Linked DNA regions of Zea mays: region 1 is linked to region 2. The links are chromatin contacts, called in public Hi-C maps. All regions are on one chromosome and are shown on one strand. The core of a region is the stretch at or near the end of the contact, and the rest is flanking DNA. Distances in the headings are between cores, read along the strand shown.

The links. Hi-C and Micro-C count contacts between places; a contact is called where the count stands out from the background.
Region 1: a contact with region 2 is called in a Hi-C map of ear, with 2.1 times the contacts expected there. The contact joins two enhancer-like sites. A contact is called at or near these places in 2 of 25 Hi-C or Micro-C datasets (ear and tassel).

The regions. Positions count from the first base shown.
Region 1 is chr3:219,183,669-219,190,256 of Zm-B73-REFERENCE-NAM-5.0, forward strand. LOC103651415 (protein trichome birefringence-like 20) reads left to right here. Exons shown (of 2, transcript XM_008677048.3): 2 at 1-185. Among protein-coding and RNA genes, the nearest start is that of LOC103651415, 5.0 kb to the left of the region's middle. Within about 2 kb of position 4,788, at least 20 of the 20 cell types and tissues checked have an H3K27ac peak or open chromatin away from gene starts, as enhancers often do. A contact at or near this core is called in ear and tassel, where this site is marked.
Region 2 is chr3:218,994,307-219,001,110 of Zm-B73-REFERENCE-NAM-5.0, forward strand. LOC111591143 (a long non-coding RNA gene) reads right to left here. Exons shown (of 2, transcript XR_002750324.2): 2 at 2,801-3,322. Among protein-coding and RNA genes, the nearest start is that of LOC111591143, 4.9 kb to the right of the region's middle. Within about 2 kb of position 5,390, at least 18 of the 20 cell types and tissues checked have an H3K27ac peak or open chromatin away from gene starts, as enhancers often do. A contact at or near this core is called in ear and tassel, where this site is marked.

The DNA.
Region 1 (6,588 bases), core at 3,538-6,037, 190 kb after region 2:
TGTATACAATGTCCTCTACTCCGTGCACCGTGCTGGATGGTTTACCCACTCAGCAAAGTTGCTCCATTTGTAACGCACCAATTGGAGCATTTGCAAGTTACATAAAGTTTTCTTGCAGACACTTTTTGAGCCATTTTGTTGTTGATGTATCCGTTTCGCTATCCAATGCAATGTTTCTTTCACCACCGGGAGAAAATACAGTGACAATTGGGCCTTCATTTCTCAAAATCTTAGATCTGGCGAACCGCCAGTCTTGAGTTTTTTATTCTGCCATAGGTCAGTTTTTAGCGTGAAGCTAGAAGGGCTCTGTCTCTCAAATCAAATTTACTCCTGGTTCGTTTTCGTTATGGTCCAGAACCAAGAGTTCTCTATTCATCGTCATTGAGATACTCTGATTTCTCAAAATTCTTACCTTCTCATGAATTGGGCCTTCATTTCTCAAGATCTTAGGTATGCTCCAGTCTTTATATAGTTAGGTCTACAGCTTTTTATTCTGTTAGGTATGCCCCAGTTTTGTTAGGGTGCACAACCAAGAGTTCTCTGTGTTGGTTTGATTGTGGGCCTAGCTACTACTGATTGGCTGAGCTCCTGCTTAAGTAACAAAAACATTGTTGTGGAGAAACTGACCCGGGCTCCAAATTGCTCGAGTGTGTTATTTGTCTCTGTTTGTATGCAAAGGAGCGAGAATATTTCAGGTGAAGCCTTAGCAACTGTAATTGAAATGGAACTTGAGTGTTCATTTGAACGAAATTATTTTTTTTAAAAAAAAAGAAGAAGAAGAAGAAGAAGAGGGCTACAGTTTTGCTGGGGGGTTAATGGTTGGATCAGTTGTTAGTGGTTTAGCAGTATTTGTGAAACCGTTTCATTATAGCTATAGATTGATTAAAGAAACACTGACGGCTTTTGCTTCCATCCTGGTGCTGTTCCTTCAGCAGGATTAAGTAGTGTATGGTTTTATCTGCACTACATTGCTATGTTTTTGGTGTCACATCCTTCGGTTGTCATTGGTTTGAACCCTCTTCCCTCTGCCTCCCGTTCCTTGTCAAAATCCTGGTATTTTCCTGAAGTTTCTTCACTCTTGTCTTGTCTTATGAGAACCAGTCCATGTGTGTGCGCAATAAACTCATGGTTTCGCTGGGTTGTGTACATAATTTTGCCACCTTATGGTCCTTAATACATATGTACGTGTACCTTCATTCCTTGTTGATTTTGTTTGCTGTTTGAAAATGTTTTTTTGAAGCGGCAAAGAGTGTGTACCATCTGCACTGTTTCGCTCCACTTATCGTTGTGCTTGACATGTTGCTTATCCTTTCTTTTTCTTTTTTCATTAACCGTACCTGTATTAAATTTCCACCACAGGGATTTTTCGGTTTGTCGGACCATAAGGGGCTTGAAGGGAGTAAGGTTTGTGATCATTTGCCCTCAACCCCCAAGACGAAAGGACGAACCTAACTAGCCCTGAGGAATCTTAACCTTTCGATTGAGGATCGACTTCAGTTCATCGGCCGTATACGGTATAGCTACGTCAAGTTAGATGGGCCGAATCTCCACAAAGATTTTGGGGGAGGGGTAGGGGGGCTGATTTCCTGAAGTAGGCTGCTGCTGTGGCTGCTACGGCCCACTCTCACAGGCTTTATTTTTTTAGATATAACCGCTACCCTGAATCAGGGTACCAATCAGCAATCAACACTTCTCTAGCGTACACACTCAGGAGTCCATTAACACTGATGAAAACCAAGATTAACTCGCATAGTTACTGCAGTTCAAACATGACATGACAGCTACTCTGCCCTTCGCTGTTTAAGGACGACCTCAGCGCTTAGCTTCATGGGTCATGCTTCTCTCATAGTGCAGTGCAGGCACGCCTACGCTGGCTTCCTGACGCTTGTCAGCTGCTTCCTTCAGCTTTCTCCCAAGTGCATAGGCAAGAGGCGGGGGGGGGGGGGGGGGGGGGGGGGGCACAGCATTGCCAATCTGCCGGTGCTTGTTCTGGATGTTGCCCGCAAACTCATAGCTGTCTGGAGAGGCCCTGTGAGGCTGTGACCGAGCACATTCCCGGACGGTGATGTCCTGATCAGGGTGGAAGCACATGCCATTGGCTTGGGGGATCAGTGAGAGATGTGGGGAAGTTGCCTTCCCAGTCCAGCCTCCCGTACTACAGCCCTTTCCACTGAGCCTGTGTTGGGCAGGCACCAAGGTATCAGGTCAGCCATCTGCCCATTTGACAGCTTAACCTCCTCATCCGGAAGAAGGTCACAACCTGTACAAACAGCTGGTGCTGCTGCTGTAAAACTGTGCAGCCGAGCACTACCGAACATTGCATGATCTGAAACACAAATGTCCTTGCAGTATCATACTATCTCTGTTTTTTTATTATTTGTCGTCCGTTAGTTCATTTTAAACTAAACCGCGATATATATATATAAAAGAACCTATAATAAAAGTCACCAACAGCAACAGCTGGTTGGGCCAACAGAAATCATGTTGCTCTTGTGGAGATCAAATCGTCGCGCCCACCACGACTTGAGAGTAGTTGAGTAGTAAGAGGGTTCGCTAGCTAGACGTATGTATCGCCGCACTACTATATGCTCCACGATATCATACGAAAAAACACGTAGGATGAACAATGATTCATTGCACGTGAATCGTGGCCCCTTTTAATAATGGCAAAAGGCGAGGAGTTATTGGGTTATATCCGTTTGCTGGGTCGGGACAAGTAGGTGATCGACACTAACTAAAAATCCGGGAAAGCAGCCGGATGCGTGCCTTGATCAACGGAGACGGAGGGCTGCGTCACAGCCTAGCTTTACGAACGTGCGACCCGCGTTGCGCTGCCCATTGATCTAGTTCAGCACCAGCACGCCACGGGGGTGATCAAACAACACCAGGAGAGACAGGAGTTGCACGTACAGTACATCCCGGCTGGTTGGGTTGAATGTTGCATGGTTGGGAGCGCCCGCGCTAGCCGACACTGTAAACTTGAGTAAGGCTTCGTTCGTTTCATACCTAATCTACGAGGATTGAGGGGATTAGAGTGTATTGAGGGGGGATTTTGACTTGTAGGGGATTTAATCCCTCTCAATCCCCATAGATTTGATAAAAACGAACAGGGTCTAAAGGGGTCGCGTCGCGCTGCAAATCGTTGTGTTCAAGCTTAGGCCCTGTTCCAATCCTATGAGATAAATTTTAGCAGCTTCTTTTTAGCTACTTTTAGCTATTTAGTGATCTAAACAGTAGAGCTAATAGTGATGTGATAAAGTTTAGCTCCTATTATCTCATAAGCTGCTCAAAGAGTGCTAAAATGAGCTAAATGTGGGCTGGAGAGACCATTTTCCACCTCTTACCCTCCAACCCCTTCTCTAACTGTGCATTCAATAATATGACGATGTAGCATTAGGGGTATGAGTGTCTTTTTATTTTAATGTGCTAAACTTTATCAGGGTGGTCCAAACACCTAAAGGAGGTAAACTTTAACATTTCAATTGATATGGCTAAAGTTTAGCAAGAAGCCAAAGTTTATCTCGTGGGATTGGGAACAGGCCCTTACTCTTTCTTTTATTTTTTCCTTTCGCCGTCGGTTGATTCCTTTTCAGCGCGATTTGGCAGGTATTGTGCCGCCGCTACCGTCGATGCGACAGGAACAATCACAGTATTTTTTTTTTTCTCGTGCCAGACGAGGCCTTTCGTTTGCTTACTGGCTTCTTGCACTAACGAGCGGAGCGTGGGCGTGGCAGCAGCTCGTCCCATCCCAGTCCCCGGCCCATGCATTCGAGGGTGTCGGTGCGCCGCACTGTGCGGCTGCCGACACCGCGTACGATTTTGTACAGGGCTTGCATGTCAGCTGGTTATCACGATGCAAGGCATTACCGATCCATCATGGAATCTTTTACGATTTGTACACGTCAATCCAAGTGGGTGTCTAGGCGTCTAGCTATCAGTGAGTGTCAACAACGGTTTAAGGGAAGGGTAGGGAGTACTAGAGCTAGCCACAGCATCAAGGCTAATCTTTACGAGAAATTGGCAAAAGTTAACCCGTAACCTGCCTTTTAACTTGGCTTTAGGAGTAGTAGTGTTCTACTGTTGTAGCACTGGGCAGATCCTGATCTCGTGACACTAGCCCTTCCACGTGCGGCAACAGTTCAAACGCCAGCGGCTCGCATGTGGTGGCCAACGACGACGCGGTACCAGCTCGGAAATTTACGCCACTGCCGGACGGAGCGGAGCTGCAACCACCCCACCCCACAGTACTCACTGGCGTCAGTGAGCACTGCGTTTTCACTTGTGTTCAAAATCAAAACTGTACGAACGTATTTATTACACCTCTACTGCAGCTACTAGTACTTACGTATATGCTACGTGCAAAAAATCCCTGCCCCATGTGCCGCGTGCAAACATCCCCACGTGTCATTGATGACGTCTACGCATAGAATAGCGGGCTCTCTACTAGGCCGTGACACGCCTACACAGCCCTGCAGCGTCGACCCGTCCGTCCAGAGAGTTGCTGACAACAAGCCTGCACTCTCGGTCCGGCTCGTCGATCGCGCGGGCCTGCTGGCAGTGGCGCCGTGGCGGTGCAACCGCGCAAGCGGCAATTTGCTCCCGTTCGTGCCTGCCTTTTTCTACTAAAATAGTGCTATTGCAGTATTGCTGCTTGGATCGGCCGAAATGGGTGGTGCTCCATGGCAACGGCTCCGGTGTGAGGAGATCTCCCTTGCCCAAGCCGCTTCTCAGCCATGTGCCGCGCCCGCGCGCGCTACGGACGGGGACATGAACCTGCCTGCCCCTGCCGCTTTGTCGCGATTACCACATCGTCGCAATCGCCATCGCCGTGGAGCCCGCGCGCCCATGGTGATAGCGCGGTGCCGGATCCACGTTTGTTTGGGTCCATCGTGGTCGCACGGGAGGCCCGCGCCCATGTGCGGCGGCCAGGGGGGCGCTCCTGCTATTGGGGATTTTATGTTAGACAAACGTAGTCATCGGTATTTTAAAGCTGATTGCTTTTTTTTTTCGTATGCGTTTTTAGGATCATCTTTACCTTGAAAATGGTAATAAGAGAGAGAGAGAAATGAAAAAGGCAAACAATAAACTCAAGCACGAAGGTATGTTTGAACTTTGATCGTCACCTGCACTCTACGTCCGAACGATTCATCAACGAATACTCGATACGAAGCCTCAGTACTTGCGGATCTGAGCTTTATCAGGAAAAAGGTCACATCTTTGTAAAGTCGAGCGAAGCCACCGGATAGTCTTCGCCAGAAGCCAAGCCTAATCATCAACACTGATCCAAGAGCAGCTAGAGACGGTAATAATTAACCAAATTGCTCTATATTTTTTGATGAAGGGGCGAAGCCCCCTATTTCATTAAAAAAATAGGCAAGTTTGGAACAACCGCCATCGTGCGGCAAAGCAACCCAAAAGATCGAACACGGCCAACACCCTATCTAGACTCTAACCACTACCACACTGGATCAGTGAAGAGCCTACGATAGCAACAAAAAGTTTTGGCCTACGATGAACTACATAAGACTTTCTTATTTACAACCCCAACAGGACAGGCAAAATCCACATAGGAACTGAACAGACTAGCCAACAAAAGACAGACACTATCAACATCGACTTCCAAGATCCAGCTCCAGATCACCCAGAAATACGCCTGTCGAGAGGGCACCACCCCAAGGCCCTACCGAAAACTTCACTTGCCGTCTTTCGGATAAGCTTGCTTCCTAGCACCACCATTCTTTGCTCCTCTTTCTCACGAATAGCCCACGAGTCCAGCCAGAAGCAACAAAGAAAAATAATGTTAGAAGGATCCAGTAAATGACTTTTTCCAAAACACCAATCATTTCTTGTGCGCCAAATAGCCCAGAATAAAGCACCACAACCAAACAACACTAAATGAGCCATTTTGTCTTTTGGTTTACCTAACCAATTGTCATACATATTTTTTATACTTGTCGGAATCAACCTTAAGTTCAAAGGAATCAACCTTAAGTTCAAGGCAACTTGAATTACTCTCCACATATATTTAGCAATGGGGCACTGAAAGAACAGGTGATCAATAGATTCATCCACCCCACAGAAACAACAATTCCAATCACCAATCCAGCCCCTTTTCTTCAGGTTGTCCTTAGTAAGAATTTTATTTCTTACCACTAACCAGAAGAAAACCTTGATTTTATGAGGCAATTTAGATTTCCACAAAACTTATATGGAATCAAAATTTGATCCTCCATTTTCTTTTTGTACATAGAATGAACAGAGAAACCTTTCTTCCCCAAGGTCCACACAATCTTATCCTCTTGATCAGATAGAATTAACTGATTACAACAATTAATCAAATCATCGAATAACAACCTCAAATTACCCACAATCCTTCTTCTGAAAGTGAGAGACTCAAAATTCGAAGTGAAAACCTCATTAACAGAAACATCTTTATCATAAGCCAAGTCAAAAAGAACAGGAAATTGGTAAGACAGAGGTTGATTACCTATCCAATTACTTTTCCAAAAACTAGTCTTCAAGCCATTCCCAACTACAGTTTTACAGTATTTGTAAAAATTGTCTCGTAAACTCAGGATTTTTTTTCCA
Region 2 (6,804 bases), core at 4,140-6,639:
TCGTTATTATCATTTTGCTAGTAGTAAAGGCAATAGTTTGCTCATAGTGTGTAGTACTACTAGCATGTAGCAATAGTTTGCTCGTTTATTAATAAACACTAGTGCTAGTAGTACATATTCATCTCGCTAGCTTCCCTGCGCGTGAGGAAGCAACTAGGCAGCGCGCTTTTGGATGGTCGGCACGCCGTCGCATTTGGATTAGGCTATCCAGAGTCCCGACAGTGGAGCTAGCTAGCGGCACGTACGCCATGCAGATGGCACGCCTCAAGATAATAAAAAAAGGAACCTCCTAGCTCTTGTACTAAAACGGGCATCTTACGAGGCGCGACGATGCTTCACTTCTAGTAAGTACTCCTACTCCACACGATGTAATGTTGCGACGCGGGACGAGCTGCGAAACCGACAGGTGAAACCGACGGAGGAGCGAGCGCCGATGGGCAGACCGTGGAGGCGTGGATTGTCATCAATCCACGCAAACGCAACACGCCCGGCCCGTCGCGCTCGTCGGGGTCCAGAAGCCAGACGGACGGTCCAACCAGACGCGCCCGCATGTCGCCGGAGCCGGAACACACACACTGCACCCCACCCAAGACCCGAACCGGCCGGCCGCACGGCATGGCGACAGGCCATGCATACGTACGAAGGAAGCAACTCGACGTCTGTACTCTGTACCCGTGGCCGGATTCATGCCGAGATCTGGACGTGAGTACTAGTTTCAGAAGATCCCGGCGGTCAAGTCACCGACCTGGACGTGACTTGGTACCTCGCTCGTGTTCATGTTCGTCAAAACCCACGCCCACACGGGCAGTAGGTGCACCGTGCACGTACTAGTACTACCGAATACTAGTATACCACCAACCACCGCTCAGCCCGCCCGCTCTCTCTGGCGCGACCAGATCGTCCCTGTCGGGATCCGCCCGCCGCTCGCGGTCTCTCCTCCAGTCCAGCGCATCCCGACGTGTCGGCCGGCTCACAGGTACCCATCCGCGTCCGATCCGCGCCAGCAGGCCGATCCCCAAGTCCCATCCTCTGACGCGGCCCGACCAGGTCTCCACCGACGGGATGGAGAAATCATCCAGTCCTCATATAGATAGGAGTACTAGTACGTGGTTTCCAATTAATGATCTTCTTAATAAATAATAATCGTAATATATGCAGTAGTAGCAGGCTAGCAGCACCACATTTCGTGATTTTGTTTACTCCGCCTGAACACGCCCGCGCGGATCCGGTCGATCGGGGCCTGCCTACCCGGCGACCTGGGGTCCAAGACGCAGCCGCACTATCGCTTTCCCCTCCGTCAACGACCCAACGGCCGGCCGACTCATCGCCAACGCGACGGTGCGTGCCGCTGCCGCCCTCGCTCTCCCGAACGGCCGAACGTGCCACGACCACGACCGACGCTGACGCTACGAGCGACGTCTGACGAAATGCCCGGCACGGGCGCGGACTCCCCCGACCCGCGGCAAGCCAACCTCGCCACGCAACCGCCGGTGGTTGGTACGCCCGCACGTCGGATGCTCGGACGAGGACGACATCCCCCCCTGCGCGCGTCGGCACCTGGTTGCCGTTTTTACGCTGGCGTGGCTAGGCAGATCAGTAACGGCAAAAATTGCTGCCGGGACTGTCTGACTGTCTCCTCATACCTGCTCCATTTCTATACTTCTAGTACAGTACTGAGTACCAGTGCATTTGTTATGGCTTTTCTTTGTTATTATGTAGAGATTCAATTCGAGAGACCATGCAGCTGTATATGATGACTATTATATACTCCATTTATCTTCCAATTAAATTTGTTTTAGATAATTAATAGGTTTATACAATACTTGATGTATGTGTTTTATATATGTATCTAGTTTCATCATCATTTATTTGAATATAGACATACAAATCAAAAGCTAAAGCGAATATTATGTTAGAATGGAGAGAGTGTATTTACTAATCAACTATATAGCTGAAGAGGATTTCGTGTCTCGCCATCGGTCCAAGCACGACATGCTAGGCTGGCATGATAAAAATAGCATGCTAAACATGTTAGGCTAGCTCGTGGCCCGTGGCACCTTGTCACCGTACCGCCAATTCTATGACCCTAATGCTACACTATGAAGGCACCAAGGAGCTCCATTGTAAGTTATTTCTATGGTGTCGCCACAGGGACCGAGCACTTGTAATATGTTTTTGAAGGGTGTGTTTAATCTGAATTTTGGTGGTGGCTTCTGCCTCTCTCCCTAAAAAAAGCAAAAGGCCAAATCAAAGGCCATGTTCTAGTTAGGAGTTTTTTTTTTCAAAGCCGGCTTCTTTGTAGTGTAGAAATGGAAGCACGTCTGGACCTATTTTCACTAGGGGTTAAAGAACTTTACAAATATTACCCACCTGCCATCGATAAGTGGAAAATATTGTTCCGTTCTTTCTCATCGCCCCAACTGATAGCCACGAGCCCACTTGTCCGCTACTTCCATAGCCACAATCAATTCAACCAATCGTCTTTCAGCTTTTTTTTACGGCTCACAATCTACAACATGTTTTTTATAACTCACAACCTATAAACGTTATTTAAGTAGAGCATATGAGGGAGTCCTCATAGTGGAGAGCAAAGTTTACTACATGTATATAAAAAAGGTAAATCATATTTTAAATCTGTTACTTTTTCTCCTTATTGTTTTCCCGTCGGGAGCTGTTTGTTACACGCACAGTTTCCCTACTACGCCGTAGCTCCTGTCGTTGGTTCATATATAGCTTATTTATCCGGAACAAAAGCATGACACTTGTTATAAGTTAGGCGGCCACACAAATACTTAAACTGTAGAGAAAAGAACAACCATACACTTGAGTGCACCTGTTAGAGTGTTAGGAAGTACTGATGTACTCCTGTTACGAAAAAAAGGATGTTCGTTCCAATTCGGTGTGAAATTAAAATTACATGCCTAAGCACGTTTTGCATTTGGACAACGACAGCTAGCACAACGAGATGAGCTCTCCAGCGAATAGTAGCACAGGATGCATGGCGCCCTAGTAGTACTGTCCTGCAGCCTACCGGCCAGTTGCGCGTGCATGGTGCATGCATGGACTTCTCCGTCGCCGTTCAACTCCGGACAGTTTGTATACCAAACCTTGTTGTACAGGCGTCACGAGGTGGTGGCGTGGCGTTATTCAAACTTGCGAGGCCAAATCGATACCAAACCTGCCGTCCACGCTCCACGTACGTGTGTTTCTAGAGACTAGAGAGTGTGCGGTGCGCGGTGTGTGCGTCAATTGCATTGGTCCATAGCACCTCGCTTTTTCAGCTCGCTCGCACAGTGAACGGCCCATGCATTAATCTGTAGGTCTGCACGATGAACATGCATGCGCGCAGTTAGTCTTTCTAGCTCACTAGCTAGCTGTAACACTACAGACGATGAACATGCAATAATGTGATTTTTTCGAATATTTTCTAAGGGAGTGTTTGGTTACTGAGGACTAATTTTTAGTCCTTTATTTCACTTTATTCCATAAATTACTAAATATGGAAACTAGTACTCTATTTTAGTTTCCGTATTTAATAATTTAGTAACTAAAGTGGAATAAAATAGAGGAACTAAAAATTAGTCACTAAAACCAAACAACCCTAAATATGCGATGGTGTGCTCAGTTTACCGGGAAAAAGGACAAGTTCCTTCCAAAAAAAGGACAAGTTAACTTAAACTATAATGAACTTGTTGGTCAGGTCTATATAATAGGCATATGCAGCATGCTTTGGGCTAGTAGACAGAGCGGCTAGACCGGCCGACGGCGGTGGCGTACTTTATTTGGGGCTTGCGCAGGAGTGACAATAACGATGCATTATATTCGGGACCCATACGCTGGGTAGTAGTATTTTTTTATGCGGCTAGTATTTTTCCACCTGTATTGTAATTCTGCCTCGAAGTTCTGGTCACTATTAAGAAAAGTAATGAAATTCACAGCATGCATGTTTTACATAAAGCAATAGTGTATTTCATTAAAGTAACATGTGTACATATCTAATGTAAACCATATGCATACACGCTAGGCTCCATATGCATGCTTTGCTAAACTCATCAAGACTGAATATGCGTGCATTTTATGCGTCACGTAGAACCCGCACAAGTGATTGCCAGTGGTTGAATCCCTAGATTTTACCTAGAAATCTTTCTACAGAGACCTAGCTAATTTTTTCCCTGACATTACGATACTCGGTGAAGGTCCTGATTGCTACCACTAAAATGTACGTAGAAGGTTATCTTTATATGTGCCCTGTCATTAAAATGAAAATCTTCCAATCTTTTGTTATCTATTAATAAGTACGTACAAGCGATTAATCACGTACTTGCAATTGTAGGCCAGAATTATGCTTTTCGTATTTGGCAGTTCAAGGATGTTTCGGTGACTTTGGGTACGAGCGAGGCCATCGACGTTTCTTTGCACGTGATCTGGTTATCCCAAGCTCTAATTTTCACAGGGAACATAATAAAAGTGAACTAGTTATCATGAAATAAGATCATCCACCAAGGATAGAGTAGAGTAACGGGCTGGATTCCACCGGCCTGGCGAGCACCGTTGCAAGGCGGTCCGGATCCGGAGGCGGACCACCAGGCACCAGCGGTGCGTATCGAGGACGGTCGGTGCACGCGTCGTCAGAGGCCCGGGAAACGCAGTGCCGCTGCCGCGCTGGCCCAGTCTGATTCTGGCGCGTCGGAGAAACCAACGACGATGCTAAAGGTTACCTTCCCCCTGGTCCCCACAGCACTCCAGCAACGTACCACCAGGCAGGCAGGCACTCAAAATAGTAGTGGTGACGGTGCACCGCGGAGTGCAGAGGTTGGGCGGCCGGCCTGTCGCCCCCAAACCCAGGCCATCATGGCTCTCGATAGTAGCATATCTGCCTTTCACAGTAGATCACCGCCCGTCCTCTGCGCTCGGCTGCACGGGCTGACGTCCCTTTTTTTTTTCTTCCCCCACCGCCACCGCCACCGGCCGCTCGGCCTGGCCCCGGTCGGGTTGCATTGCATACCAGGTGATCGAGCACTATCGTCTTAGGACGGACGAGAGGGCGAACAAGAATGATTATTATTTAGTTCTACCGCCTGAACGATTATTTAGGCAGCTTGTTTGCTAAGAGCTTTCTTGTGATACCGTGTCCAGAAGTTTATCCATATGGTTATTCAAAACACTGTTTTGTACAGAGTGGAGTTTGAATCTGGGAATAAAGATGAGTAAGATGATAGAGATCCCAAAATCCCAACCCGTTTAATCCTATCCAAAACACCGTATTTAAAAAATCTAGGCTGAGCCCAATAATCAAACAGCCCAGTACCACACTTGATGGTTGGCCCACCTTGCAGCCCAATCTACCCTTTCACCTTTGCGTGTTGCGTGCCTACCCCACGTGACGAGGCCCACGCCCGCACCACTGAGACTGCATGGTCGTATTGTTGCTTGGACGGCGGCTAGGAACACACCATATATGGTGCGGTGCATTTATGTTTGTATCATGTTTTTATATCTGTTTCCGTATATCTGTATCCTGGTTTTATATCTGTTTTTGACTTGTTTTAAACCCAATCTCACGAATAAAAAATTATAAAAAAAACCAAAAAACCCAACTTCAACGGCCCGCCCAGCTGAAAGCCTGAACTGTGCCGTCAGACCGACGGTTCAAGGTTTGCCATTTTCCGCCCCACCGACCGGCGAGCGAACTGCAGAGGGCAGGCAGGCCCACGCGCGGCGCTTGCACGAGCGGGGGACGGACGGACGGACTCCGCGGCGTGCGCTGTCCCGTCCCGTCCCGACATCGAACACGCAGCGCTGATTCGGACGGCGAGAGCCGTACTAGCTTACCAAACGCCGGGAAACCCGCGGCCGGCCCACCACCGCATCCAACGCCATGCGAGTAGTGGCCCGGCGAAGGGCCGAGATATTTAGCTACGTCTGCAGCGATAGATTATTGTGCAGTGGTGGGCTCTCGTCGATGACCGATCTCCTCTGCACAAAAACCTAGGTAAAAAAGAAGAGATGCGTATCGATCCGGGTCATCCGGCGATATCATATCATCGTCGCACTCACTATACATGCCCTTGGCTAGTGGCTACTGGCTTGTTGTCGGCCTGGCCTTCGGTAATGGTCCGTACGCGGTTGCCGGATTGGTGTATGCATGCATACATACAGCATACTACATGGTTTGGGTACGTGCGCTGCTTCAACGAGAGGAGACACTCCACGTTGGTCTGACAATCAGCTAGCGTGACTTGGATATATATGGCACTGCACGTACGTACTGCCGCCGATCAGCTACGTGTCCGCATATAATACGTGCCAGTACTCTCTCCTCCCATTCTATGCATATGCATGTCAGCAATGGGAGATGCATAGCATATGGTCTTGAGACCTTTCAAGAAAAAAAAAGGACGGTGCGTTGCCTTGCCTGTTGCCATGTGTAGTGTGTACCGTCACAGGGTATAGTAGTCGCTCTACTGCAGGTGTAGGTATGCCCCCTCCTAATCGACGCGCGATGCATGGGGTGGAAGTGGACAGTGATGGTGTTTGGTTCAACGATAAACGAAAACGTAAAGCAAACGGATTACGGGTTTGTTTGGGTAATTTCAGATTGGATCGGAGTGAATAATTGAGGTTGTATTAATTAATTCGATACTTGTTGTTTGGTTGTCATCCACCAATTACAGTCTATTCTACTAGTGTGTTTGGTTTGTGGAGTCACTTTATACTTTATAAGATGATGCATCATAAGTTCATTCCATCAATTTTGGTAAAATCAACTCACTCCTCATCTATATACTAATTATTAGCTTATGA